Regions from separate parts of the Sus scrofa genome. Here region 1 is linked to region 2. A link is a contact called in public HiChIP or PLAC-seq data. All regions are on one chromosome and are shown on one strand. Each heading gives the region's core, a stretch centred on a gene start, on an enhancer-like site or on the middle of the called end of the contact. The rest is flanking DNA. Distances are from core to core; before and after follow the strand shown. Region 1 has its middle 24 kb from the start of AHCTF1. Region 2 holds the start of CDC42BPA (serine/threonine-protein kinase MRCK alpha).

What was found. HiChIP or PLAC-seq counts read pairs in DNA pulled down with a chosen protein or histone mark.
Region 1: an H3K27ac HiChIP or PLAC-seq map of skeletal muscle shows a contact between it and region 2. The contact joins the enhancer-like site here to the promoter of CDC42BPA in region 2. A contact is called at or near these places in 3 of 5 promoter capture datasets (fetal liver, fetal skeletal muscle and liver), 21 of 47 Hi-C or Micro-C datasets (adipocytes, alveolar macrophages, embryonic fibroblasts and 11 more) and 2 of 2 datasets of contacts at active chromatin or transcription factors (alveolar macrophages and skeletal muscle).

The regions. Positions count from the first base shown.
Region 1 is chr10:15,015,437-15,021,208 of Sscrofa11.1, forward strand. No RefSeq gene overlaps it. Among named protein-coding and RNA genes, the nearest start is that of AHCTF1, 24 kb to the right of the region's middle. Within about 2 kb of position 4,490, at least 26 of the 83 cell types and tissues checked have an H3K27ac peak or open chromatin away from gene starts, as enhancers often do. A contact at or near this core is called in fetal liver, fetal skeletal muscle, liver and 5 more, where this site is marked.
Region 2 is chr10:14,939,033-14,944,662 of Sscrofa11.1, forward strand. CDC42BPA (serine/threonine-protein kinase MRCK alpha) reads right to left here and starts at 1,956. Exons shown (of 40, transcript XR_002336229.1): 1 at 468-1,956.

The sequences.
Region 1 (5,772 bases), core at 3,240-5,739, 79 kb after region 2:
TTGCCAAACACTAGTCTTGCTTCTTTTTTTTTGGTCATGCCAGAGCATGTGGAAATTCCCAGACCAGGGATCAAACCCATGCCACAGCAGTGACCCAAGCTGTGGCAACACCAGATTCTTAACCCGCTGCACCAAAAGAGAACTCCTAGCCTAGCTTCCTTTAAAAAACATCAGCTTAGGAGCATATAGCCATGAAGAAGTGGAAATTGTATTCTAATTTAAAGAAATGCAGGAGTTCCCAATGTGGCTCTGCAGGTTAAGAACCTGACTTCTATCCAAGAGGATGCAGGTTTGATCCCTGGTCTTGCCCAGTGGGTTAAGGATCCAGCGTTGCTGTGAGCTGTGGTGTAGGTGGCAGATGCGGCTCGGGATCTGGCGTTGCTGTGGCTGTGATGTAGGCCAGCCCCTGTAGCTATGAATTGACCCCTAGCCTGGGAACTTCCATATGCTAAAGGTGTGGCCCTAAAAAAGAAAAAAAAAAGAAAAAAAGAAATGCATTTGATTTGATTTTGGATAAATGACAGCTCTGTGAGAGAGAAGTGATAAATTATATATTTTAACATCCCAATTTAGAAAATCAGTGAAGCAAAAAGCTATGCTAAGGAGTGTTAGAAAAACATCTTCAAATCCACCTGAGCCCTCTTAGGCTGACATAATAGTTATCCCCAGTCCGAAGGTAGCAGGGCTTCCTGCAACCAAAAGTAAGTTGCATTACAAGTCTGACTTTCCATGCAGTCTTACTCTGGACAGATGTCCCAGGTCGCAATCTACCCCGTGGGGGCTGATAAGGACCTAATGGTCCTACTAGGCGAACTTAGATCTCTCTGAGCTTGTTTCAATGGGCAAAGACTATCCCTCTGCCCCCAAACAGTTATGTCTATTACAATATCACCATCTAATGGCAAGGTGCATTAAAACATAAATGTAACCTAGTCCAAGGGCCCCTGGCGAATAGTTATAATGTATCTCTCTGTCTCTCCGTATAAGTCACCAAATGGAACCCATAGTTCATAAAACATGGCCCCAGAGCTGAGATTCCTGGTAGGGGAATGTCTCTAATTTGACCACATTAAAAAAAAAAAAAAAAAAGATTGTGTAAACATCAGAGAGAACTACAAGATTTCTTTCTTTCTTTTTTTTTTTTTTCCTGCCTTTTCTTGAGCTGCTCCCGAGGCATATGGAGGTTTCCGGGCTAGTGGTCGAATTGGAGCTGTAGCCACCAGCCTACGCCAGAGCCACAGCAACAGGGGCAGGATCCGAGCCGCGTCTGCGACCCACACCACAGCTCATGGCAACGCCGGATCCTTAACCCACTGAGCAAGGCTAGGGATGGAACCCGGAACCTCATGGTTCCTAGTCGGATTCGTTAACCACTGCACTGCGACGGGAACTCCAAACACCACAAGATTTCTAAAACACTCTCAAAGTGTGCAAGGTAAGAGAGGAGTGTTATTTTAGGAGATGTTGTTTCAACTTTCGTATACAATGAAAATTTAGTAACAGAAGGATTTGTACAATACAGTGTGTGTATAATGCATTATTATCTTACAGCAAGGGGGATACAAAATTAAACCACAACCCTATGCAGACTGCTATTCACTGCTCTAAAAATAAAGCCCCACACCAAAAATTAAGTTTGAATTGCTGTAGATGAAAACAATAACGTATCATTAACCCTTTGCTCTCTGTTCGTACCAGTGGAGATTTGAGATTCTTAACATCTACTTGGGAATTTTCCTCCAGTGCTAAACGTTGGAAGTGGAGATTGGGGAAATTCACTGAACAATGCAAACAAAGACTGCCCCTCCCCAACCCCCTTGCTCTCCCCTCTCTCCAAACGCACAGGACAGACATGTCAGGGATTTTTCCACTTCCCGAGCCATTCTATTAGTGCCACCAATCAGCTCTAAATTGCATCAGAAGACAGACAGAGCTCTGGAGTTCCCTGGTGTTGCAGCGGGTTAAGGATCTCTGATGTTGTCACTGCTGTGGTGCAGGTGTGATCCCTGGCCCGGGAACTTCCACATGCTGCAGGTACAGCCAAAAAATAAGAAAAGGACAGACAGACAGAAACTATGAACTCCTGGGCTGTAGCCAGCTGGGCCACAGTGCATCGAGCTTGGCTGCAGAAACTCCAGAGCTCAGTCCTCCGTGTGGGCAGGGAGGCTGGCCCAGACAGACGGCAACCAGACACTCAGCCAACTCGTGGGCAATGAGATGCCATGGGAACAGCAAGCAGAATGGGCAGGTAGAATCAGGACACCCTGAAACATGGCTTCAAACACCCGTTATGCTACGAAGTTTTGAGAAACGTTCCTTAAACTGCCAACCAACTAGAAAGGCAAACTGCAAGAGGGCAGCGTCAGTAAGACCAGAGAAAATATCTTCTGGGGAGTTCCCATCATGGCTCAGTGGTAAAGAACTAGTATCCATGAGGATGCGGGTTCAATCCCTGGCCTCGCTCAGTGGGTTAAGGATCTGGTGTTGCCGTGAGCTGTGGTATAGGTTGCAGATGTGGCTCAGATCCCACATTGCTGTGGCTGTGGTATAGGCTGGCAGTTGTAGCTCCAGTTGGACCCCTAGCCTGGGAACTTCCACATGCTGCAGGTGCAGCCCTACAAAAGAAAAAGAAAAGAAAAGAAAACCCCTTGTGGGTTGAGATCTACATGACGTGTGCCTTCCCAAACAGCACCCGTGCCAGGCGGTTGGTGTACAGAATAGAGGCAATGGCGCTGCTGAGTTATAAGCAGACGGGGAGGCCCAGAGCTGAGCCAAATGACCTCAGCTCTTCCTCTCCTGACTTTGATTTCACCCCAGCACAGAGATAAGATGAAAACCACCCGCCGCCACTGTATCTTCTAAATCTAAGTGTTGTCCCCAACCAGCAGCTTTACCCGGGGAAAGTGTGAGACATGCAAATTCTTGGGCTCCACCCCAATCTTACTGAATCAGAAACTCCAGGAATATGGAGTTCCCATTGTGGCGCAGCGGAAACAAATCGGACTAGTATCCACAAGGTGGTGGGTTCGATCCCTGCTCTCACTGAGTGGGTTAAGGATTTGGCGTTGCCGTGAGCTCTGTTGTAGGTTGCAGACGTGACTCAGATCCCACATTGTTGTGGCTGTGGTGTAGGCTGGCAGCTGTAGCTCTGATTTGATCCCTAGCTTGGGAACTTCCATATGCCGCAGGTGAGGCCCTAGAAAGAAAGGAAGGAAGGAAGGAAGGAAGAAAGAAAGAAAGTCTAATCTGTGTGCTCTTTTTGAGCTTGTTGATTCTGATACAACACCTAATATGCTCGAGAACCACTCTTGTAAATGAAGATGCTGCAGGAACCCCAGGATGCAATTTGTTGGATTATGGACAGCAGACGAGGGTGCAGCCACGTCAGCTGAAACCTGTGGCTCTGGAAACGTGTTTCATTCAGCACCTCAGCTGCCTCTCGTGTCAAGCACTGTGTCATCTGGGTCCAGACTCCTCCACCCCCAGCGGCTTTAGTGAGTCTGGCCACCTCCTCTCCCTGGGAAAGCACAGGAGCAAGGCTAGTAAGCCCTGGTCAGGTTCAGCAGAGAGGTCCCTGGGGACACTCTATCTCCTTATTTTGTTTTTTAATCTTTGGGATCAGTGGTTCACTTCCAGGTCCAGCAAGAATGGTTGGCAAGCGACGGTTGTTAGGTGGGGGAAGCACTGGCCTGGAACACAGAGATCTCGAGCTCAAAGGAAACGGTGTGGCCTGGTTAGAGCAGCTGGGGAGCTGATAGCAGCTGAGCGGAGAACAGAAGCTCAGGCGGGAAGGCAGAAAGCAATTTAGCTTTAGGGGGTTCCATTCCCCTGGTATATAGAAACGTTACAGAAAAGCCTACATAGCACTATAACTAAAACCCGCACTCCCACCACCTAGAATTAAGAACTGTTACCATCGTGTCAAATGAAAAGGCTCTGTTTTAAAGCAGAGGTGAGAGAACAGGAGGAAACAGGCGACGCATTTCTGAAATCTTTTTTAATGAAGACTGTCCTTGTTCTTTTATCAGGACACTTTTTGACAGTGAGGTTTCCACATAGCTGCTAAAAATAACTTGTAAATTTGCCTAGCTGGAGACTGGAGAGTCGGAATTTACAAATAACGATGAGCAGAAAAAGAGCTGAAAAGGAAGCCAGCTCTTTTCTCTGGGAATAAACAGAACATGCTTTTGGACAAGCACCTCCTGAAGAGAGCAGGGAAGGATATCGGGCTAGTCCAAGAGAAATCAGGCTACAGATCATTAAAGTTTAAGGCTTTCCCATCTCTGTTGATGGAGCTGGAGCCAAACCTGGAAGCCACAGAGGAGAGGCCCATTACCAAGGGCACTCCAAGGGCACTCCCCTCCCTGGCTGACCTTGAACTACTGCTTGGGGGGGAGGGTCACCCATCAAAGCCCAGAGGCAGTAAGTATATGGGCTGAAGTAACGTTCATGAGCCTCTGTGCTTGTTCCCAGGGTGGGGACAGTATGGATGTCTCTAGGCTGAAGAGCTGGTCTCCCAAAAGGACAAAGACATGCTGTGCGGAGCTGATCCAAGAGCAGGCGGGGGAGGGGCTGTCATCTTTGCTCTGATCCAGCCAGTTTCACAGCCCCAATAGCGACGATAAGAACCTCCAAAATGAAACTACCCGTGGCACTGAGGACCTGCTTCTCTTTTTGTGACATCCTCATTCCATCAGTAAAGGGAAAATATATGTATTTCTTAAAATACTTGGAGTTCCCATTATGGCTCAGTGGTAATGAGCCCAACTAGTATCCACGAGGATGCAATTCGATTCCTGGCCTCGCTCAGTGGGTTAAGGATCTGGCATTGCTGTGGCTGTGGCACAGGTCACAGACATGGCTCAGATTGGTGTTGCTGTGGCTGTGGCATAGGCTGGCAGCTGCAACTCTGATTTGACCCCTAGCCTGGAAACTTCCATATGCCATGGGTGCAGCCCTAAAAAGACCAAAAAAAAAAAAAAATGGGTTTGCTTAGACAAACCCATTTCCCCTGCAGGCAGGCCAAAGACAGAGGATGTTAGGGGAGTTCTTCTTGCTCTAGTTACTAGAGAGCCAGTAGAAGGAAACCTAGATTAGATACCCACTGGGTACTGATCTTTTGCGTATCTATTGCTAAATCGAATAGTTATTGGAAAGTTTAATAATGCTAAGCATGCAACTCCACTGGGCAGCCTCAGTAAAACTTCCTGTACCCACACCTAGGTGCACAGCTGCCTCGTGACAGCATGTCCCCCTACACACGTAGGTCTCTATCACAGGACGCCCCAGTCCCCACCCCACCCCCTCCAGAAGCGCTAGGTGCCATCACAGTCACAGTCCAGTTGTGACCCCTCCGAACCTCTACTGATGCAAAGGAAGCATGTTAGCTGCTGCCAGAGCAAACTGCCAAGGAAGCCTGCAGAAGCACTCAGGCTCATTAAAAACCAATAATAATAAATGGATTTTTCACCTGGTTTCCTATGGAAAAAATAATACTGGGGAGGAAAAAAAAAGAAAATGTAGAATACGTGTGTGCATGCGCGCCTCACTCTCATCTCAGAAATTCATTATTTCAGCTAATAAACTTTTTTTTTTTTTTTTTTTTTTTGCTTTTTAGGGCTGCACCTGTGGCATATGGAGGTTCTCAGGCTAGGGGTCGAATCAGAGTGCAGCTGCCAGCCTACACCACAGCCATAGCCACGTGGGATCCGAGCCATGTCTTTGACCTATACCACAGCTCAGGGTAATGCTGGATCCTTAACCCACTGAGCA
Region 2 (5,630 bases), core at 706-3,205:
AGGAATGTTTCCACCAATAAATACCTTCCAATTGAACGCCTGTTATATACTGCCATGCATCAGACAGCCGTGAGCAACAATCCATTTTTGCCCATCACAGAATTATTCAAAATCTCTTGCTGCTGACCAAAAACCACAGTCCTTCCTCACAAGTTCCTCATTAAATCAAGGCAACAACTAAAGTGGCATGTTTTACTCTTGGGAAAATATTTACCAAAAACCAGAAGGAAAAAAAAACCTTGAATACTTGCTGCCTATTCTTTTATTGCATATACATTTAAATACATAATATATACCATATAGCATATATACTGATTTAATATATATGCTATTATTATTAAATATACTTAACATACCAAATATATATATTAATATAGTCATTACAGAGTAGAGTTTATCATGATAACTCCCTACAACAATTAAATCTTTATGCCCAGCTAAAGAGGTTTTATTTTAAATACACTTACCCCATTCTAGGTATTCAAGAATGTTCTTCTCTCTTCTCAGTGGAGAATTATTGCATTCATCATAAAGGCAGATGAGGATATCCAGTAACGTTTCCACACTGAAGCACTGCCCATTGGTCTGAGCCGGCCCATCCAAAATAAACTGCTCCAACTGCCTCAAACGCACTTCTCCAGACATGTTTGCTTCAATTTCGGCTGGGTTTTCTTGCAATAACTAGAACGACTTTGACTATGATTATCTGATCCTAAATTGTAAAAGCTGTGGTTTTAAAAATAAACCACTTGTTATTCAAACAACTGTCATGCAGTGCCGGGGCTGAATGCAACATCCAACCCACCAGGAACCTCACTTAACTGAAGCGTCTTCAATTTCGCACATATACATATATCTTGAGGGAAAGTTATCATAAAATAGATATTTAATACATTTTTCAAAGAATAATACAATTAAGTCGTATATTTAAATAAAATAATTAAAAAGTACAGCGAACCAAAGAGTCAACACTTCTTATTAAAAAAGGGAAAAAAAGAAAAAAGAAAAAAACTCTTCTCCTTCATTCAAAATTCAACTCGTGCAACATAATCCTGAAACGAATCCGGTTGCATCATTAATGAATTAAGTCCGATCTGCATCAGCAATTCACTTCCCAGGCAGAAGGAAAACCGAAAAGGGAGGAAAAAACCAGAATGTATATAAGGGGGAGGGAAAACCAAAAATTCTGCTGCAAATCCTCCCAACCACCACTGGGATAACGCCTCAGCGGCAATTTCTCCAGCGGGAAAGGGAGGTGGCGAGGTCCCAGAAGCAGCCCTGGGCTCGGAGCACGCCAAGTCTTCCCCGGAGGAGGCTTTTCCTTTCTCCTCCTGAGCTCCTTCTTCCTAAGGCTTTGCAGTTAGTCCCATTTCCAACGGATTACGATGAAAACTCTTCATTTTTCTCCCCGCTTCTCCCAGGGGCCTGACTGGCTGCGGGCGGCACTCGCCCCCGGCTCCGGGAGCGGCGGCTACTCGGCCGCCCGAGCCCGCTCCATGTCGGTGGTCGCTGGGCCGCCGGCCTGGGCCGCGCCGGGCGGAGAGCCCGGTCTCCCCCTCACCAGCACCGCGGCCGCCCGCCCGCCGACGCTCCCGACGCCCGGGCGAGGAGGTGCTTTTCTGGATTCAGAGGACGCGGACGGCAGCAGCTGCGGCGGCGAGGGCGCGGGCGGCTCCGGCAGCTAGTTCTCCTCCTTCTTCACACCCCGGGGTTAAGGGCATCTTTCCCCGGCAAGGAGGGAAGCGGCCGAGGCGCCGGAGGAGGGGTTGGTGCCGCTGGTAAGGAGACCAGGGGCTGCCGCAGCCCGGCTCGCAGCCACTCCCTTCCTTTCCCTCCACCCCTCCCCCGCCTTCCCCGTCCTCTCGCGCTCGCGCCCTGGGCTCCGCGAGGCTGCTCCAGGCCCGCCGCGCGCAGGCGGAGGTTCGCCGACGAGTCCGGATCCAATATGGCGGCCCCCGCCCCCTCCCCCGACACGCGCGCACACGCCCTCTCCCCGCCCCGCCCCCGCCCGAGCCCAGCCGGCGCGGCGGGGTCCGGTCCTGCGGCCGCGCAGAGCCGAGCCCAGGCCCTGGGCGGGTGGGGGCGGGGGCGCGGGCGCCTGCACCACCCCGAGGGGAGGGTGGGGACGCCTCGGCAGCCCAGGCTGCGGCAGCCGCAACGTGGAATGCAGGGATACGGGAGGACTAGCGAGGCCGCGGCGGCGGCGGCGGCGGCGGGAGCGGACGGTCTGGAGGCGGGAGGACCCGGGCGCGGGCTGGGAACTGCGCCACCGCCGCGCTGCTGCTCCCGGTTCCTCGAGGCTTCTGGTTCGTACGGATCGCGAAGCGGGGCTTCCTCCTGGTCCTCGGAGGCACCACCTGACTGGCGCGTTTGCTAAGGGGACGCAGAAGCTGACAGCATAAGGCTTTCAACACCTCCGTAAAAGACCGTGTCTTTCTCACCATCTCTACCTGCTCACCTCTCGCCCCCCAAATTCAGTTCGCAAGCATTCCGAAGTAATGATTTCCTTGGTGTCTAATTGCACCACCTCTTGTGTCATTACCCAGGACAAATACAATGACAGACTTGTATGCGCTACCCTCCAAGTCCTGAGTGTGTGCGCGAGAGTAGAATTCCCTAGTCTGTTCCCAAAAGTTTCCCTCTGTAGAGCACAGTGTTTTCTCTCCACAACTATTCTAGCGGCTGCCTGTTTATTCCCAGCGAAGGTTACCACCTACGAGGCATTCAGCCAATGAAGGGGAGTCAGATAGTCCCCTATCGTCAAATCTCCATCCCCTGTTCGTGGGCGCGCACGTAACCCCACGGCACAGCACAGAAACCCGGCAGCAAAGGCAGGTCATTCATCAGGTACAGTTCCTGATGCAATTAGGACCTTCCAGGTTTTTTGAATCTCGATTTTAGGAGAGAACGCTCTACAAATTTTTCATGGAAGAGCCCACATTTAAATGTATCCTTAAACTGGGTCACTGCATATCTGTCATTTCCTTCTCAAAACTGCCATCTCCTCCATAATTTTTGTCCAAAATACATTTATTTTATATTCCTTTCCTACACCCGTGAGGCAGTTAGGTTTACTATGTTCATGCCCACAATTGCCCATAGGGAAGCTGAAGAAGAACTAGAAATCAGGGTCTAGAAGTCTAAAAATAAAACCTAACATTAATTATTCAAATTGCTGTCATTCACAAAACATTGTGAATCTTTTGTGAAATCTACACTTGGTGTGGCTTAAATGCACAGCATTCTTTTTCCAACAAGCTCTTAACACAAGAGAGATATTTACATAGCCTCAGACAAAAGATGGATCATTTCTAGGCAGAACATCTTTACATGTGTGTGTTGGCTAGTTACAAAAGTAGTAGAAAAGCAAAAAGTTTAATCCTAACACACATGATATTTTGGTGTTTATTAAAGTCTTTTTCCTATGAATTTTAATAAAAGTGTTACACAATAAAAGACAGTTTTAGAGCCTCCTGTTTTCACTTAATATATAATGAGCCTGTTTTCTGGTCAGCCCTTATTCTTCAACAGCATGGTTTTTAACAGTGAAGCCAAAATGCTTTTACCCTTTCACTTGACCATGAGGTCGGGTAACAAAGAAAGAAGCGATTTCTCTGCTTTGACACCACAGAGCTGGCTCCAAGATACCTACTTGTCCAACGTGTAAATAACTCTAAAGAAGAGTTTAAGAGAGAACCTAAGCCATATTAGATCACAATAAATGCTAATTAACAGTGAATATATATGAGATACAGATACGTTAACAAAAGAGTCACGCTGCTGGTCCTTGCCACCTATGCTGTTAGCACTCAGGAGCCACCCACAGTCTAGGGTATTGATGGTTGCTTAATAACCTTTTCCACATTATTTAGACAGTAAAGGGAGAACTTACTTTATTTCAAAAAAAAAAAAAAAGGCACAAAGAGAAGTAGGAAGGTTGAACCCAATCAATTTTGCTTGAATAATTCAAGCTCAGAGACTTAATAATTAACTAGACACTAAACACATTGTGTGGGTGTTATTTTAAATGTTCCGGTTGAAGTGTGAACATGCTTGTTAATGAAACCGGTCTCAAGCCAAAGAAAGGCGCAGCCCCAGCAGCCCCACAGTGCTTGAAGTGCTTCTGCAAAACATGAGTGCTACAGGCTGCATGGCAGGGTGTTCTTTGCATAAAGAGCCTCGAGGAGGTCTCTTTTGTGAAATTTTGCTGGGGGGCCCAGAGACTTGATGTATACCACTGCAAGCACAGTGTGTTTGAAATAATCAGAAAAAGTTTTAGGAAGTTGCTGGGAATTATTTTGACCTTTCAGAAAGGAAACAGGGCAGGAAAGGACAGAGAGATAAGAGAGTGAAAAGATTAAGGCAAGAGTCTTTAAGCCTGGTCCAAGGAAGCCTCCAGTTCTGGCCTAAGAGCAGAATTAATCCGTCAGTTAATATTGATAACAACCAGCCCACTCTTACCTTGCTCTATCTTACCCCAGAATAAGTATCAGTTCAATATTGAACAGGGTCCAAAGCAGATGAGAGTCACAGCAGAGTTTCACGTATAGTAACACACAAACATTTCACTCCATCCCCTTTCAGCCCAGCTGATACATCCCGACCCTGCAATTGATGGACTTGGCATAGCACCCTCTGAGGATAAAACACCAGCAAATGCTTGTCCTCACTTCATGTGTGCCTCCTGATATGAGTAATACCAACTGCAAAGGCTTATTTAAAAAAGGAGGAGGGAGACATTGTAATTAATAATTGCCTCTTTTACAGAACTCACAATGTGTAAAATACCTTCCAGAGTACTTTGAGCATATTATTCAATTCAATCATTATAACCACATGAAATAGAGTATCATTTCCACATCTTTGATAAGTATCATTTCCACATCTTTGATAAGTTCATTTCCACATCTTTGATAAGATATCATTTCCATATCTTTGAAACACCTTTAGAGATATCTTGTATAACTTGGGAATGACAGAAAAGCTAGCAAGTGATGCAGGAGCTAGAGATCTACACCAGGCCTGTCTCATTCCAGAGTCATGGTTCTAATCACTAAATAAGAGAGGTCTGAAAGATCAGCAGGGAGTTCCCGTCATGGCACAGCGGAAACGAATCTGACTAGGAACCACGAGGTTGCAGGTTTGATCCCTGACCTCACTCAGTGGGTTAAGGATCTGGTGTTGCCGTGAGCTGTGATATAGGTCACAGATACAGCTTGGATCCTGCATTGCTATGGCTATGGTGTAGGTCAGCTGCTACAGCTCCGATTAGACCCCTAGCCCAGGAACCTCCATATGCTGCAGGTGTGGCTCTAAAAAAGACAAAAAATAGATCTGCAGAACTCCATAAACCCAACTCCTCCTTCCTGTTGTCACCAGGAAGCAGTGGGATATAGTTGTTAATTCACATATCTGGGCATTACAAATTGACAGCAGGGCAAAAGAGGGAAACATATATGATGTGTCAAGGTCCAACCAGAAAAAGAGAAATCAGAGAGTTTCCTAGTGGCCTAAGTGTTAAGGATCCAGAGTTGGCGCTGCAGTGGCTCAGGTCACTGCTGTGGCATAGGTTTGATCCCTGGCCTCTGGAACTTCTGCATACCACAGTTGTGGCAGCCATGGTATGCATA